2 separate regions of the Mus musculus genome follow, and region 2 is linked to region 1. Evidence: chromatin contacts called from public promoter capture Hi-C data. All regions are on one chromosome and are shown on one strand. The core of a region is the stretch at or near the end of the contact, and the rest is flanking DNA. Distances in the headings are between cores, read along the strand shown. Region 1 has its middle 20 kb from the start of Gm4861. Region 2 has its middle 5.4 kb from the start of Gm25080.

Region 1 (2,700 bases), core at 115-2,614:
TGCTACCCTCTCTTGCCCATCTCCACTCCAATTGATCCTCTTACTCTTTCCAGCCATCCCTCTTTCTACTTTGCATTCTATTCTTGGTAAGTAACTCCTGAGAGTTTGATTATAGAACATGCACTCCTTATTACTAGTGGTTACACCTCTCAGTCTTAGCTCTGTCGCTGTCTCCCCTACAAACTGTTGTCTACCTACAAATCTTCAGAAGGAGGGTAAATCTTGATCTCTTTCCCTTTCCTGATAGGATCTTGATGTGTTTAATCCTGTGTAGATCTTGTGCAGGGGCTGTAGGTTCAAAAGGACAATAATCATGACATGGTTGAAAGTCAGAATTCTATCCCACTCCAGTCAGTTTCCTTTGGCTCTTACATTGCTCCCATCTTCTCTCCTGTAATTCCTGAGACCTTCAGGGGTCGGGTGTAGTATTCCATTTGGTACAGAGCAGTCAACAGACACAAGAGAATCACTTTCAAAAAACTTACTAAGTCCAGAATGAATGAAAAGTTAGGTTTCTTAAAGATAATGAACTCCTGCTTTCTCTTAAAACATACATAAACACCCACTCCCATTCCACAGAAGAAATCCCACATGGAAAAGACAGTTCTTTACATAGATCTTTTTCCATTTCACTTGCAATTGTCCATACAGTATCCATCCATCTTTAGTCTCTATTATTATCAAAATATCATTCCGTTCTTCTCTTAGCTCTCCAGACCTTGTGATTGTCATTAAGTAAATTCGGATGAGGTACACAGAGTCTAGTGTAGAAGTAGAAGGAAGGCAGTACTTATGACAGAACAATGTGAGGATGCATTGTAGGTGGGAGTGAGGGGTGACCAAGGGGAGGGACCATCGTGTAGGAAAAACTCTCAAAAGGTAAGAGTGGACAATAACCAAAGGGATAATTGTGTCAAATGTTTTTAGGTAGACTTTACACTATTTCTTTAATTCCCAATGAGAGGCATGTTTCCCGAGGAGTGTTGTTGTTGTTGTTGTCCTGTCCAGATGAGTGACAGGCCTACTTACTCCCTTTAAGAAAGGTAGCAGGGGGAAATGAAGTTATTATTGCCATTTCCTCTATGCCCATGGATTCCTGATCCTTGGTTAACCCAGTTTTCGTAGGAGGAAGACTATTTTGTTTTCGTTCTTGTCATGTCCCTGGTCAATTGATATAGGCTGCTAGAGACATGGGAAGGATTTGGAGAACAAGACTAGGGCCTGTGGGAAATGGCCCATGACAAATGTAACAGATATTTATTGCGTATGTGCTCTGTAATCAGCATGGCTTGCCAGATGTGTAGGAGGAAAGAGCCAGCAACCTTGTGAGTGAATCTTTCTCTGCAGTTGAGGAGATGACAGGAATCTGGAAGTGTCTTGCTTATTTTGTTCTTCCTGTTTCAGCTCAAAGCTTCCTCAACTGGTGCATGGTTCTTGGTGGCCATCTTGACTTCCTGCTTCCAGAAGCATGTCTAATGGGGGATTCTGCTTGCTGTTAGACAGGAATCTAAAGTCCTTTTCTCATGAAAAATCTCATATTGCCATAACCAGAACTTGCTATACACCATCTTCTCCTGTTGTTTTTCTCCCCTCTGCCTTTCTTTTGAGAGATATATTTTGCTCACATCTAACTTTTACTACCAGAATAGTGAGCCAGATTAAGCCCCAGTGAATAATCTGACTTAAATTCTGAGCTTTGTGGGGGAACGCTTATCTCTCTGTCCATCATTCATCTTTTCTTTATTGTGTAGATTTTTTTCTTTACACATTTTGTCCTTTGCCTTTTCAGTCCATATTGCTGGGCATGATTGCTGGAATGCACTGTTTTGGGGTGGATATCATTCACTTAGAATAGCACAGATGATGGGAGCTCACATGGAATCTGGTCATTGGATGGGAGGAGTTCACATGGAATCTGGTCATTGGATAGGAGTTCACATGGAATCCGGTCATTGAATGGGAGGAGTTCACATGGAATCTGGTCATTGGATGGGAGGAGTTCACATGGAATCTGGTCATTGGATAGGAGTTCACATGGAATCTGGTCATTGAATGGGAGGAGTTCACATGGAATCTGGTCATTGGATGGGAGGAGTTCACATGGAATCTGGTCATTGGATAGGAGTTCACATGGAATCCAGTCATTGAATGGGAGGAGTTCACATGGAATCTGGTCATTGGATGGGAGGAGTTCACATGGAATCTGGTCATTGGATGGGAGGAGTTCACATGGAATCTGGTCATTGGATAGGAGTTCACATGGAATCCGGTCATTGAATGGGAGGAGTTTACATGGAATCTGGTCATTGGATGGGAGGAGTTCACATGGAATCTGGTCATTGGATGGGAGGAGTTAACATAGAATCTGGTCATTGGATAGGAGTTCACATGGAATCTGGTCATTGGATGGGAGGAGTTCACATGGAATCTGGTCATTGGATGGGAGGAGTTCACATGGAATCTGATCATTGGATAGGAGTTCACATGGAATCTGGTCATTGGATGGGAATTCACATGGAATCTGGTCATTGGTAAGCTTAGTTAGGTTAGCCTTTGTGGTTTTTTTAAAATGAGAATGGGCCCTATGGAATCATATGTTCAGATAATTGGATCCTAATAAAATTGTTTGGGAAGAATTAGAAGGTGTGGCCTTGTTGCAAGAAAGTATATTACCAAGGCTGGGCTTTATAGTTTAAAAAG
Region 2 (2,797 bases), core at 266-2,765, 140 kb before region 1:
GGCTGAGTGTGGAGTTGTGTGACTATAGTCTAGTGCTCCAGGGGTGGAAACACGAGGATCTGCAGGCCTTGCTGGACAGTCAGTCTGACAGAATTAGAGAGCTCCAGGTCCAGTAAGACACGGTCTCAAAGGCTAAGATGGAGAGAAGTTGAGGAAGACACACGCATACACAGACACAGAGACACATACACACAGACACAAACACACACACACACACACACACACACACACACACAGACATACACACAGAAACACACAGACACAAACAAACACACACACCCCCCACACACAGATACAGAGACACATATACACAGACACACACACACACAGAGACACATACACATAGACACAAAAACACACACACAGACAGACATACACACAGACACAAACAAACCCCCCCACAGACACAGAGACACATATACACAGACACAAAAACACACACAGAGACATACACAGACACACACAGACATAAACAAACACTCCCCCCCACACACAGACACAGAGACACATACACACACACAGGCACAGACACATACACACACACACAGGCACAGACATACACCCACAAAGCCACAGACACACACACATAGAGGCAGGACATCCTTGAATATCAAAGGGTTTGAGGCTGTGGCTGGGTTGATATTCACATTTCTCCTTTCGTAGAGAGTACAGTGTCTTTTTTTCTTTTTTCTTTTTTAACCAAAGACACTGGAGCATTCTTTGTAGGTACCAGGGAAATTCTCTGTGTTCAAGGAGCTGTGTAGCTGTTGTCTTACAAGCAGGATCTTGCCATTAGTTTGGTGGAGAGTAACCTACAGTTTTGGTAACAGCTTGGGTTGTTTAGGGGTTCCCACTTTGGCTAACAACTCCATTAGATGTAACTCAAACCCAGTACCTCAGTTGGAGCTCTGCTTTCCCTATTGTTTGGTGGCTTCTTTTAGGTTTCTTTCATATATGTAAGGCTCTACTGTATCAGGTTTCCGTACCACCCTCCAAATGGCCCTTCAATTTAACTGTCTCTTTCAGATAGTCTCCCCCATCCCTTCCTTCCCTCCCCCTCCCCACTTGATCCTCCCATTCTACACCCTTTTCCTCCTATATCCATTCTATTTCCTGTTCCTAGGTCAATCTATCTGCCCCCTACCCTCCCCCAGTCCCTTACCAAGGCTGGTGGTATATTACAGGGGACAGAAACTCCCGCTCTCATTTGTCTTATATTCAACATGGCAGATTCTTGGCCCTGTTTAAATCTTTCTGTCTTATTGCTGGGGGTTTGTCATTGGGCCAAACTGCCATACTTTATTCTTAATATGATTCTCTTTCTGTTAGGGAATGTTGTCTTCACTCACACATAGGAAGAGTTTTCTGATTTCTTTCTTCAAACATTACTGTTCGAAGCTTGCTCAGGAAAGTCTGAAGTGGACCCAACATTTAGCAAAAACAGATAAGTGAATAGTAATTTAAAACGCAAGAGAAAACAATTGCCTGGCATTTTGTAGGCAGAATGGCCAACTGCTGTGGTTACTTCACCCCCTAGAACTTTCTGTGGGTGTTTAGATAGCTCAAACACTTACAGGCAACCTCAGCCATTTCGTTTGGAACGATGACAGAACTTTTAAATGTCTCCAATTCTTTCTTTCTGGCACTTTTAGACAAATCTGGTTTGTTCTAAAGCGTCAGTTTTAAAAAAAATCTTGAAAAATGACTTGTGTAAAGATTAAAAAAAAAAGGCTGGGGCATAGGACGAGGGATTGCTGGGAATACGTTCAGTGGGAAGAACGAAGGGGTGACTGTGGGCGGATATGATAAAAATACACCGTACACATGCACGAAGTTCAAAATAATTTTAGAAGTGGAGGGAGATTGTGATCTGGCTAATTTCTCCCAGTGCCTCAGGTCCCACACTGTGAAGGCCATGTTTTCTCAGATGTGACCAGCAGTGACCTCCTTACTGTGAACACTCAGTGCAAAGGAGAGGGTTAACACAACAGCTATGTAGAATGCTGTCGGGTTTGTTTGTTTGTTTGTTTGTTTTTTCTTCTTCTCAAGCCCAGTGAGTGATTATCCCTGGAAACACATCTTATGCCTGCAATGTCTTTTTCTTGACGTTGTGAAATAAGCATTTGTTGACTGAATTCAATTTAAAAATTACTAACACCATAATGTTTATTCTCTCACATGGAGGTGGAAAAGAAATAATTGGCATAATAGCCATAATTATGTTGACCGTTATCTTCACATTCATCGTTGGGATCTCATTAAGTTTCCTGTGAATATTGGGAAATGACTGAAGCATTCAGCCAAGTGTACAAGCTTTCTCTCTCCTGAAAATTAAAGCAACATTTGATTACGTGCATTTGTATTCTGATCCCCTTTTGTTGATTGTGAATAAAGACTGTACCTAGAATAAGAAGCCTAGTCAGAATGTGGCTTGTGCTTCTTTGTTTCAGTGGAAAATTGCATTTCCATACTGATCAAAATCCATGGCTGGAACTCTTGCCAGGAAATATTAAACTTATTAACAATAAACACACAAACACACACACACACACACACACACACACACACACACACACACACACACAGAGCCAATTCCACTAGTTTTTCAAGATAGCCTAATGAATCCTAGAATGCAGTGAGAGACCAAGGTTAGCACTGTGATCAATATTTAACAGAGAAGTAATTTTTAAAGCAAGATTATTTGTGTAAAAGCAGCAATGGAATCATTTGTACTCAGGGAGTTTTGTTCATCAGCAGTTATGCAGATAATAGAATAATAAGCTTAAGAAGCCATGAA

Evidence for each region. Promoter capture Hi-C pulls out the DNA fragments that hold promoters and counts their contacts.
Region 2: a promoter capture Hi-C map of stem cell-derived epiblast-like cells shows a contact between it and region 1, with 2.0 times the contacts expected there. The contact joins two enhancer-like sites. A contact is called at or near these places in 7 of 39 promoter capture datasets (the 3T3-L1 cell line, 3T3-L1-derived adipocytes, embryonic stem cells and 3 more) and 2 of 484 Hi-C or Micro-C datasets (both in uterus).

Annotation. Positions count from the first base shown.
Region 1 is chr3:137,571,500-137,574,199 of GRCm38.p6, reverse strand. No RefSeq gene overlaps it. Among named protein-coding and RNA genes, the nearest start is that of Gm4861, 20 kb to the right of the region's middle. Within about 2 kb of position 1,364, at least 3 of the 459 cell types and tissues checked have an H3K27ac peak or open chromatin away from gene starts, as enhancers often do.
Region 2 is chr3:137,708,874-137,711,670 of GRCm38.p6, reverse strand. No RefSeq gene overlaps it. Among named protein-coding and RNA genes, the nearest start is that of Gm25080, 5.4 kb to the left of the region's middle. Within about 2 kb of position 1,515, at least 5 of the 459 cell types and tissues checked have an H3K27ac peak or open chromatin away from gene starts, as enhancers often do.